Regions from separate parts of the Mus musculus genome. Here all the other regions are linked to region 1. The links are chromatin contacts, called in public Hi-C maps. All regions are on one chromosome and are shown on one strand. Each heading gives the region's core, a stretch centred on a gene start, on an enhancer-like site or on the middle of the called end of the contact. The rest is flanking DNA. Distances are from core to core; before and after follow the strand shown.

Region 1 (2,756 bases), core at 130-2,629:
AGGTAAACTATCCCATCATATATTATAGACTCCTAACTCAGAGGAAATATATCTTCTGAATTGGTTTATGAGGTTGCATAATATACACACTAATGTTCTCTTTCACTAAAACTAAAACACTACATTATACTTAGACTAAACGTTCCTGTGATGTGATTTTATGCGCATTGAGATCATGGTGGGGTAACTAAGTACAATTTTTGTCAAGTGATAATTGCTTGATGCCACGTATGTGCACATGACTAACCACAATTCTCTTCCTATGGTCTTCATGGAGACACAGTCTAACTCACTTTTTAGAAACAAGGTAAAATATTTGGGAAATCTACTCAAAACAATTAGCCAATAAAGTAATCAATTTGAAAAACTAATATGGCAAAAAGAGGCCTAGCAAACAGAAGATAACTGCTGAAGTTAAGGACTTTGGTGTAAATTAAGGCGTCTCAGTTTCACCATTTCCGGACAGTGTTGACACTGGGCCTGTTTCTCCATTGTTCCAAACTTCTGTTTCCTTACGTGAATAATAGTAAGTACATTAATACCTACTTCCTATATTTGTGGAAATGGATTGTGCCAATAGAAGCGAAGCACTCACGTTCCCAAGATCATAGCAGGCTCTTCCAACATTAGCTATGTTATTACCTACAATGAGAAAACTAAAGCATCCCTAGCATTGAAGTTAGTTTCGAAGGCAGATGGTTAAGACTTTTATAAAGCTTGGGTTAATTCACGTGACCGTAAATGGAGAGAAGCAGAAATTGAGGCAAAATCTGTAATGAATACAACACACACGAACGACTCTATCATCCCACTTCTCGGGGCTCATTCGCGCTATCCGAGAGGTACACAGCACTGGCTGCCCTGGGCAACAGTGGGACTCTGAAGTTTACTACCAAGGGGAGGCTTGGAAACCGAAGCAAAACAAGAGACTGTGCAGATGCGGAGAGTCCCGGGTTGAAGTTAAAGGGCCACAAGCTCGCAGCACCGTGGGCCCAGCTTCACCTGGTTCCTCCCAGCGACGAGGCGCAAAACACTGGGCCGCGCCATGAAGCGACGGCTACCGGGACGCGGAGGCCGAGGCCGGGGCCCCCGGAGGCCGCGCCCGGATCCGCGCTGCTGGGCCCAGCTCATTCCCGCAGAGAGCAGGCCCGGCGCCGCCCCACCGGAGGCCCCAGGCCCAGCGCGCGGCCTGGCGGTTACCTTCCGCGGGAAACTCCTCGAACTCGTCGTCCTCTTCCAAGAGACCCAAGTCGACCGGCTGCTTCTTTTCGGACATCGCGCCGCGCCAAGACCCAAGCTGCTCGGACCGGCCGCAAAGTCGGAAGCCTCAGTACTCCGGAGGCGCCGATCCTGACAACGCCGGCGCAACCATAGAGACGAGAGGGAAAGAGCTGCGGGGCAGCGCGAGGAATGCTGGGACAGCGAAGGTCCTCCCAGAGCGTCCTGCGGTTGTAGTAGGTCCTCCCGTCTTGAAACAGTGAACTGTTTTGTTTTATAGTGTGTTCGTTCGTTTTATTATTCATATAGTTGCCTACGTGTGAAAGATTTACAGTGTATTAAATTACTAAAGGCCATTATTTAGCTTACAATCACTAACAGAAATCTGGAAAGATAAAGTAACATAAGTTAAGAGCTTATTACATTATTCCACTACTCAAACCTAGCCTTGAGCATGCTGTTAAATATCTCCACATCACAGGGAACCCGGGACCAAAGGCAGCCAGAGGCACTCATATGCTAGACAATTCTGACTGTCCTCCAACCTTTCCTTTGTGCTGTGCTCCTTGACCTTACAATTGTGTTCCGTAGGGTTTCTGTTCTAACTAGTTGACAGGTTGATGTAAAAAATAAACAAGTAAAAAAAAAAAAAAATGATGTAACGTTGTACTGTTGTTCAAAAGATATGATTTGGTTTTGCTTTCTTTGTTTTAATTGTGACCCATGGAAAAGAACAAGACAATGAAAGATAGGAGAAAAGTTAGTGTCTAACCACACAGTAACACGTATTTGCCAGGCTAATAAATCTGTGTTCTATTGCATCTAAAGGGCTCTTATATGAGGTACTTAATTTCTCTTTAGTATAATTTATTTATTTTCAGCACCACACTTAAGGCTATACATATAACACACATAGTTACAGGTGCAAGAATAACTCTATTTGATATATAAAAATTGAAGAAGGTCTATAAGCCCTACTACTGAGGAAGTTGGGGCAGAAGGCATCCTTGGATACAATGAGTGTAAAATCAGGCTGGACAACTTAGTGAAACTGTGTCCCTAAATTAAAAGTAAACAGAGGGCTAGAAATATATCCCCAATGGCTCACTACCCCGTGCCAGAGAATTTTTAAAAAAACATGGGAAAAATGTTTGAACAATTTATGGATATAAATATGAATATTGTATGTTTTTTTAAAAAGATATATCAGAAAGTAGAAAGTGGAACATATTTTGTAAAAAATACTTTATTTTATACAAACACTCTTTCCTAATTCCATTTCCATTGCTATGATAAAATACCCCGGCAAAAAAGCAGCTCAGGGGAGAAAAGCTCATTTGGCTTATAATTCTAAGTTGTACTCCATCACTGCAGGAATGTCAAGGAAGAAACTTGAAGCCGCTCTCACATCCACAGTCAAGAGCAGAGAATAAATGTGTGCTTGCTATTTGGGTGCATCGCTGTCTCTAAGCTTACACAGTCCAGGATCCCTTGCCTAGGGAATGGCTAGCCCATAGTGGGCAGGCCTTTCCATTCCA
Region 2 (2,756 bases), core at 104-2,603, 120 kb before region 1:
ATTTACTTAGTTTTATTTTCCTCTTTGTTACATTGTCTTAGGACCAAGTAGGGTATGGTAAATAACAGACTCTTCTCTTAAATGATGATATACACACATATGCAGATATATGAATTTTATTTATGTTTATATTGGATATTTGAACAGTTAATTTGGTGTTTTCCCACAGCCATTGAATAAATACTTAGTAAATAATACGGATCATTTTAGGCAAGTAGATAAAGATAAAATTAGACAGTAGACCCAGGACTTAAATTTTGCCATGTTTACTAAGAAGAATTGCCTGTTAATAAACATGTTTTCTTTTAGAGCACCAGAAACAACTGTGACTGTCCCACATATCATCAAGACAATTAAAAAGAAAAACGTTTTACTTCGAAAACTTCAGATTATAACAGTAACATTAGGTTCAACACAGACTCAGTCTTTGCCTAATAATAAAACTCTGTTCCACCATATAAGAATAACCAACATTCTTTTACCAATTTGAACTCTATTTTAAGAGTAAGGGAGAAAAAGATAAAATTACTGAGATCAACGTGAAAGATAATAAAACGTGATTTATAAAAATGAGAAACATTTCAATTCTCACGTAGGCTGAACATCAGAATGCATAAAACTGAAACATTTTACTGTTAAAACAACTTACATCACATTTCCTGATTGGCTTCTAATATAAAATGTGCAGTGAAGAAATCCTAAGAAGATTCGCTAGATAGCTTTGTAACCGTTTTGCTAATAACACTAAACCATTCAAGTAAAGAGGAGAACACTTGGGGTTTGCAAATGTGACTTAGAGAAGACATTATCCTTAGCACGTCTTTCTTGGACTCAGAAAATGATCTACGATGCTCATTTCTAATACTCTGAGTGTTGGCAGTCCAGTTTCAGGCGCAGAGCCCTTCTTCCTCAAAGTGAGTTGGTTTTCATTAAACCGGTTCCCTCCACTTGGAGTTCTCAGAGGGCTTCACCAGCTCTGACCGGCTGCAGATGACTCGGGTAACGGAAAGCGTCTGAGGGGGTCATGAACAAAAAATAACAAATGCTAACTCAAGCAGAAAACAATGAGGTTTTCATATTTGTATGCACAGGAAAAATTATGTTTTTATGGAATGTGAAAAGGGCACGGGATTCCCATCCAACTCACAGTCTCTTGCCAGTAGTATCTCAGTTTTACCTATTATTTAAACAAATCCGTTTTATATTTCCCGAGTACAAAAAAATCAAAACATAGCTCATTCCTTAATTTCCCAATAAAACATTTAGTTAGAAAACTCAGTGATAGAGATCAGTTTTGGCTTATTCTACTCCAGGCTTGCCAGATAAAATAGAGGGAGCCCCGCTAAATTGGAGTTTCAGATAAAAAAAGCAGGTTTTGGCATCACTGTGTCTCAAATATTACATGAGGCGTACTTACACAAACAGATAATTCATTGTTTATCTGAAACTTCGATTTAACCAGGCATGTTGAATTTTTACTTGCTAAAGCTGGTGAGTGTACTTAACTCCTCTGTTGCTTTTACTTGTATAAAGTATCAGGGATGCTCTAAAGTGGCACTCTGTGTGATATGAAAATCAGAACACGGGGAAGTGGTTTTCCATATAGACAATCCTGAAGGAGATGTAATGTTCTGGAGTGCTGGGATTTAGCAGAGTTAGGGTTCTCTGGCCGTTTGTAATTGGGTCATAAAAGAGTAGATTCTGGAAAAGGAAGACAGGGAAAGCCATCAGGCTGTGGTCATTCATAAAAGTTTAGCACCTCCGTCCTCATCAGAATTAGCTTGCCTGAGAAAACTAGCATGTAATTTGGCAAGATCTAAGGCAATTACTTAAAAAGAGGAGCAGATGTAATGGAGCATGCAGCCCTGTCATCTTGTCATGTGCAGAGCAGGTAAATTTGCCACTGGCACTCAGGAAATGTGGCTAGCTCCAAAGCATCTGTGGGAAGCCAGGCTTTGCGTGGGTGCTCTGGGGAGGAAGGGGATTGATTGTCAGAGGGAGGATCAGGGTGGCAGACTTCCGAATCTGGACCTCTGGCTCAATCCATATTAGAAAGATTCCAGCCAAGGCTGAACAGTTGCACTTTGTCTAGCAAATCTTTTCAAGTTAAACTTTGAACTGTGGTGAAAGATACGGCATGGGCTTAGAGAAGTCATTAGATAGGAAAAAATGTAATATGCTTGACAAATTGAATGTAATTGTTTATCAGGCCTAAAGTCTATGACACCCCGTACCCCCCATACTTTTGCTTTTCTTCTTAATTTTCTTTACACAAAATTCATGAAATGTGGCCGACTGGTAGGGCTGCAGCTTTTATTTTGCTTGATTTCCTTTTTGGTCAATTCCCCCCCCCCCCCCCCGAGACAGGGTTTCTCTGTATAGCCCTGGCTCTCCTGGAACTCACTTTGTAGCCGAGGATGGCCTCAAACTCAGAAATCCACCTGCCTCTGCCTCCTGACATTTCTTAACAGGAACAGCAAACAACCTCAGCAACCATGAAAGAGTTTGATCTCTATTTCAAAGTAAAAGTATTCTCACTGGGTTAAGTTTGAAAGCAGTGATCTGTCAGCCTCCAAGTCAGGGAACCCTGAATTTAAGCATCCTGGAACTAGCTCACCTGCCTCTACCAACAGAATCAAACGCTTGCCTCGAATTAATAGATGCATTCTATATTTCCTAGAGAATCAAATGACAAGTTCTTATAAAGTTTGCCTTACCTTCACAAAAACAAACAAACAAACAAACCACCACCAACA
Region 3 (2,756 bases), core at 129-2,628, 110 kb after region 1:
ACCCCCACGCCACCTCTGTGGAAGTGACAGGACAGAGTGGATGAGAGAATGGATTTCCAGAAAAAGACCTTGCCTCTTGAGAAGGTGCAGCCACTGTTGAGTCCTAAGCAGTGGGAGAACCACAAGCAGAAGAAGATCGAGCTGGAGTAATTAAGTCACACGGCTAATTAGAGGCTCTTGAAGCTGGAGTGAATGAAGGGAAGGAAGAATAAAGGTGAGGCAAGCCAAACCTTCCTGACAAATTGCCCGCCTGAAGCAGAGAGGCGTGAAGCTCTGCCAAAGAGAACCATAACTGGAAGGTTTCAGGCACCCAGAAAGGATAGAGAATTCCTATTGTGTGGAGGTGAGAAGGGAGGCTGGACATGCAAGAGATTTCTCTTTAACTCCTCTCTGGCATTCTTTAAGGAGTTCTCTTTGTTCATTCGGCTACTGGGATAAACCACTTCAGCGACTGGTTTTTGGTTTTGTTTTGTTTTGTTTTTAAGAAAACAAGACAAAGCAAGCAAACAAACAAACACCCAAAATGGCAATAGCCATCAATGGCCCCTGACTTAATTCTGATATTTCAGCTTTACAATACTGAATCACGTTCAATGGAAGGGATGCTTTGAGGCTGGATTTCGTACAGTGTCATAGGCTACTCAGAGGTGGTACAATAGCCTCCTTCATGCTGTGCAGGGGCATCAAGCCACAATTCTCACAGCTCTTAGACAATTCTGAGGGGAAACAGCCAACATTCTGTAGTAGACTGCATTGCTAAGCCAATATATTAGGTAGGATAAGTACGCTAAATGCAATTAATGGTACAACTTATTTATCAGGAGCATAGATATGTAGCTGTGCTGGTCCCATAAGTGAAGTGCCATCATTTGCCTAAAGCTTGATCTGCACATAGAAACAAGAAGGAAATATTTAGCCTTGCTCAGGCTATGACTTCATTTCCTCAGAATAGAAGATGATGCATCACATGTCCCCTTCAGAGATGATTCTCGGTTGTTCCGAGTTCGTACTGTCTCCTGGAATAGAGATGTCTGCTGGTATTGAGTCAGACCCTAGCCCTCAGCTCTTTATCTCTCCTCCTCAAACCACAAAGATGTTACATGCTTAACTCAAGGGATTTTACTTCCACTTATGAAAATAATGCAAACTCTAATAGTGGGCACAACTCGCTACATGGCCTTACTGTGTTCTGCCAAAGCAGGTTGGAAACCCCACCCAGCCCTGTTACATGCATCATAAATAAAAGTCCCCTGAGCCTGTTTTCACGTGCATGATTCAGATTGCAAATGACAATTTTAGCTTGAAATTCCCCTGAAGATATCCAGAAGTAAAACTAAGCCATCGATATGCCTAAGCCATATGGTGATAGAAATCTAAATACTACAGATATGTGTATACAAAAAAATTTTTTTTGGTTAGGGGTGGTGGCTTAAGTACACCACATAGGGTGGTGGAACTAGCTAAGAGCGTAAGGGCAATGTGGTCTACATAGCTAGTTCCAGGTCAGTCAGGGCTACACAGTAAAACCCCTGTCTCAGAAAAATCGTTTGGAATATTTTTATCATTAAAAGTTAGAAAGCCAACTATGATGTCATAGACATGCAACCCCAGTGTTTGGAAGTGAAAGCAGAAGGATCATGAGTTTGGGCCAACCTGGGCTTAAATTAAGAAACATGAACGGGTGTGGCTGGGTATTTCACTCCCAGTGCAATGTTTGTCTGTGTGTTAGACTCCAAGTTCCATCAATAGGACTGGAAAATAACCTAAATGTCAATCAGTAAGGTAATAGTTAACGAAAATAATAAGGAATGTATACTCTGAGTCATACATATTTTATAATAAGTTAAGAGAAGCATGTGTGGCAGATATAGAAAAATCACTAATACATAAATAAAAAACAAATTACAAAACAACACACTCTGCATGTGCACTATTTTTAGATAATTTAAATTGAGGTCATCAAAATTAAGCATTGTAGACAGGAATATGCAATCATAAGTGGATTATAAAAAGTCTGAAAGAATATTTCCTACAGTTGAGGCAAAAATGAGACAGGGATCAGGGCAACAGGCTTATTTTGTTGTTGTTCTTTTGATAACAGGAGCTTTAAAGAACAATGAACATGGGCTGTAGAGACAGCTCAGCTATTAAGTACGCTTGCTACTCTGACAGAGTACCAGGTTCTGTTCCTAACACCCACCTGGTGATTCACAATCATTCATTACTCTAGTTCCAGGGGGCTCCAGCACCCACTTCTCACATCTGTGGTCACCAGACATGCATCTGAGAAAAACACACACACATAAAATAAATAAATCTAGGGAAAAAAAATGAACATTTTATTCTATTACTTGCTTATATAAAAATTAAAGATTATTGGCAGCACTTTAAAAGTTCCTTACCTGTGATATATCTTAATTTCTTTTGTCTTGTCTCATGCCATTTGTTCTCTTCGTTTTCCAAACTTACATGCTTTCTGTCCTATAGGCAAATCAAGTCTCACTCTGGGGCCTTCGAAGTACATTCACCTGGGTGCTGTGGCTCCCGACTCCTCTCCCCATGCAAGCAGGCCAACTGCTTACCCACTAAGCCACTCCCCCCAGCTCTCAACTTTCTGTGAATTACTAAAATAGATGAAAAAAATATCCTATGGCATCAACATCTCCTTAAAACACCTTAGTATTTTATATAAGCTCTATTCATCACCCCCATGTACCTGGGATGGAGTCTCAGGGATTTCTTCCTGGAGTTTACTT
Region 4 (2,756 bases), core at 136-2,635, 82 kb before region 1:
TGAGGAATACCGAATGGCAGAGAAGCACCTGAAAAAATGTTCAACATCCTTAATCATCAGGGAAATGCAAATCAAAACAACACCGAGATTCCACCTCACACCAGTCAGAATGGCTAAGATCAAAAATTCAGGTGACAGCAGATGCTGGCGTGGATGTGGAGAAAGAGGAACACTCCTCCATTGTTGGTGGGATTGCAGGCTTGTACAACCACTCTGGAAATCAGTCTGGCGGTTCCTCAGAAAATTGGACATAGTACTACCGGAGGATCCAGCAATACCTCTCCTGGGCATATATCCAGAAGATGCCCCAACTGGTAAGAAGGACACATGCTCCACTATGTTCATAGCAGCCTTATTTATAATAGCCAGAAGCTGGAAGGAACCCAGATGCCCCTCAACAGAGGAATGGATATGTAGAGACTGCCATATCCAGGGATCCACCCCATAATCAGCATCCAAATGCTGACACCATTGCATACACTAGCAAGATTTTATCGAAAGGACCCAGATGTAGCTGTCTCTTGTGAGACTATGCCGGGGCCTAGCAAACACAGAAGTGGATGCTCACAGTCAGCTAATGGATGGATCATAGGGCTCCCAATGGAGGAGCTAGAGAAAGTAGCCAAGGAGCTAAAGGGATCTGCAACCCTATAGGTGGAACAACATTATGAACTAACCAGTACCCCGGAGCTCTTGACTCTAGCTGCATATATATCAAAAGATGGCCTAGTCGGCCATCACTGGAAAGAGAGGCCCATTGGACTTGCAAACTTTATATGCCCCAGTACAGGGGAACACCAGGGCCAAAAAGGGGGAGTGGGTGGGCAGGGGAGTGGGGGTGGGTGGATATGGGGGACTTTTGGTATAGTATTGGAAATGTAAATGAGCTAAATACCTAATAAAAAATGGAAAAAAAAAAGAAGTGCATTTTCTGAATGATGAATGAATAAGAACCTGTGACATCTCTGTGTGAGGGTGAAGAACATGGTGAGACAGACAAATCTTCCGTATCTAAGTTTCAGTGCCATGGCTGTATCGTGGTTTCCTGGTAGAAGTAATATAGCTACCTGCTCATCTCATGGGATCATTTCCTTTCAACACTTGCCTAAGCACACTGTGCAAAGGCCAGATCAGTAGCTACAAAAGTCTTTAACCCACTGGTTCTGAGTTAGACATCAGAAGACTTTTGAGTCATCTTGCTTGCACACATTTAACTTTTCCCACTGCCAACCCAGGGAATACTTGCCTCAAATACAATGAGGTGCGCCCCCCCATCCCCATTCTGCAGAGTCAGATGTAGAAATCCAGGTCCTCCCCATATTTTTAGCATGCAATGTAGGTAGACATGAGCTTGAGCAATGGCTCTACAGTAATATTACTACACCCACGGCCATAACAGGAACCATGTAAAACGGTCTCCACTCAACCTCAGTTCGGAAGTCTCCAATCTGTGATCTCTTGTCATTGACCACATTTCTTTAAAAGTAGTTAGAGCTAACCTTTCCCTACCTGGACTCAGACAGGTGACTGAGTATTGAACACATGATCTAGAGGGAATCTAGGGCTGTGTGTTGGACAGCTGATAACAACTTCTTGTGCTGGTGGAGACACACAGTGTGGCCATCCTCTGCTCTGAGAGCAACATATTTGCACTCTAACTGATGCCCAGGAACTCCCAAGAGAAAAGGAAGGGCTACTTCTTTGGCTAACAACCCCCCCCACACACACACACACTTCTAACTGCACTGAAGAACTTAGTGTAACCACAAATTGGTCACTATGTCCTAAAGATTTCTCCCACGATCTTACTCAATGAGGGGCAATTTCTGCCTTAACCACTCTGATGATGTTGCTCAAGATGACTCAATTGCCATGACCTTGTGTCAAGTTCTCTCATTTTAGAGTTGTACTCTGCAGTTCTGATGGAACTGGATAAGGCCTGGAGTTACAGGGCCTTATGACTTCTGCTTTGTTTCTTGTGGCTTACTGAGGATAGCACCTTGCCTATTTTCTGTTATAGCTGTGAGCAATCTCATAGACCACAGCTGTCTGGAAGTCAGGCAGCCAGTGTAATGCAAATAGCTTGTTATACTGAATTGATTTATTATGGTATTAGACTAAGTAGTCTACTTTAAAAAAAAGGTTGGTTAAAGAGAAAGAAAGAAAGAAAGAGAGAAAGAGAGAGAGAGAGAGAGGGAGGGAGGGAGGGAGGGAGGGAGGGAAGAAGGAAGGAAGGGAGGAAGGAAGGAAGGAAGGAAGGAAGGAAGGAAGGAAGGAAGGAAGGAAGACACAGATACTTCAGCTTAAAAGAAGAGCACAATATGGAAAAATTTGGAAAATGTATGAGTACAAGATAAAAATACCTGTTATCTCCCAACTTAGGGAGAGAGGTTTACTATCTTTTTGAAGTATTTCTTCCACTTCCTTCTCATAAACATCAAACTTTGTTTACCCAAATTAGTGATAAATCATACTAAGACCCTTTGTAGCCTTTCTTCACCTGGCTGGCTGGCGCTGTTTTAACAAACTCAAGTGCTGTTTGGATTGGAATGATTTTAATCTTTTACTTACCTGGAAAAGGTTGTGAGAAGCAAGAAGGTTGTACAAGTTTGCACTCCCACCAGCAATGGAGGAGTGTTCCCCTTGCTCCACATCCTTAACAGCATGTGCTGTCACTAAAGCTTTTTATCTTAGCCATTCTGACTGGTGTGAGATGGAATCTCAGTCATGTTGATTTGCATTTCCCTGATGACTGA

Evidence for each region. A called contact is a pair of places that touch in the nucleus more often than the background predicts.
Region 2: a contact with region 1 is called in a Hi-C map of liver, with 2.6 times the contacts expected there. The contact joins the enhancer-like site here to the promoter of Sem1 in region 1. A contact is called at or near these places in 1 of 39 promoter capture datasets (liver), 5 of 484 Hi-C or Micro-C datasets (liver and nephron progenitors) and 2 of 9 other capture datasets (liver and pancreatic islet).
Region 3: a Hi-C map of adipose-derived mesenchymal stem cells shows a contact between it and region 1, with 2.3 times the contacts expected there. The contact joins the enhancer-like site here to the promoter of Sem1 in region 1. A contact is called at or near these places in 3 of 39 promoter capture datasets (the C10 cell line, macrophages and second pharyngeal arch cranial neural crest), 9 of 484 Hi-C or Micro-C datasets (the MNK3 cell line, adipose-derived mesenchymal stem cells, cerebellar granule neurons and 3 more), 1 of 115 datasets of contacts at active chromatin or transcription factors (the 230-238 cell line) and 2 of 9 other capture datasets (adipose tissue and pancreatic islet).
Region 4: a contact with region 1 is called in a Hi-C map of neutrophils, with 4 times the contacts expected there. The contact joins the enhancer-like site here to the promoter of Sem1 in region 1. A contact is called at or near these places in 1 of 39 promoter capture datasets (macrophages), 1 of 484 Hi-C or Micro-C datasets (neutrophils), 1 of 115 datasets of contacts at active chromatin or transcription factors (bone marrow-derived macrophages) and 1 of 9 other capture datasets (pancreatic islet).

Annotation. Positions count from the first base shown.
Region 1 is chr6:6,577,279-6,580,034 of GRCm38.p6, forward strand. Sem1 (SEM1, 26S proteasome complex subunit) reads right to left here and starts at 1,380. Exons shown (of 3, transcript NM_009169.2): 1 at 1,201-1,380. The coding sequence starts at 1,276.
Region 2 is chr6:6,455,833-6,458,588 of GRCm38.p6, forward strand. No RefSeq gene overlaps it. Among named protein-coding and RNA genes, the nearest start is that of Gm52888, 67 kb to the left of the region's middle. Within about 2 kb of position 1,354, at least 4 of the 459 cell types and tissues checked have an H3K27ac peak or open chromatin away from gene starts, as enhancers often do. A contact at or near this core is called in liver, where this site is marked.
Region 3 is chr6:6,691,298-6,694,053 of GRCm38.p6, forward strand. No RefSeq gene overlaps it. Among named protein-coding and RNA genes, the nearest start is that of Gm20618, 10 kb to the left of the region's middle. Within about 2 kb of position 1,379, at least 17 of the 459 cell types and tissues checked have an H3K27ac peak or open chromatin away from gene starts, as enhancers often do. A contact at or near this core is called in adipose-derived mesenchymal stem cells, where this site is marked.
Region 4 is chr6:6,495,151-6,497,906 of GRCm38.p6, forward strand. No RefSeq gene overlaps it. Among named protein-coding and RNA genes, the nearest start is that of Gm52889, 69 kb to the right of the region's middle. Within about 2 kb of position 1,386, at least 22 of the 459 cell types and tissues checked have an H3K27ac peak or open chromatin away from gene starts, as enhancers often do. A contact at or near this core is called in neutrophils, where this site is marked.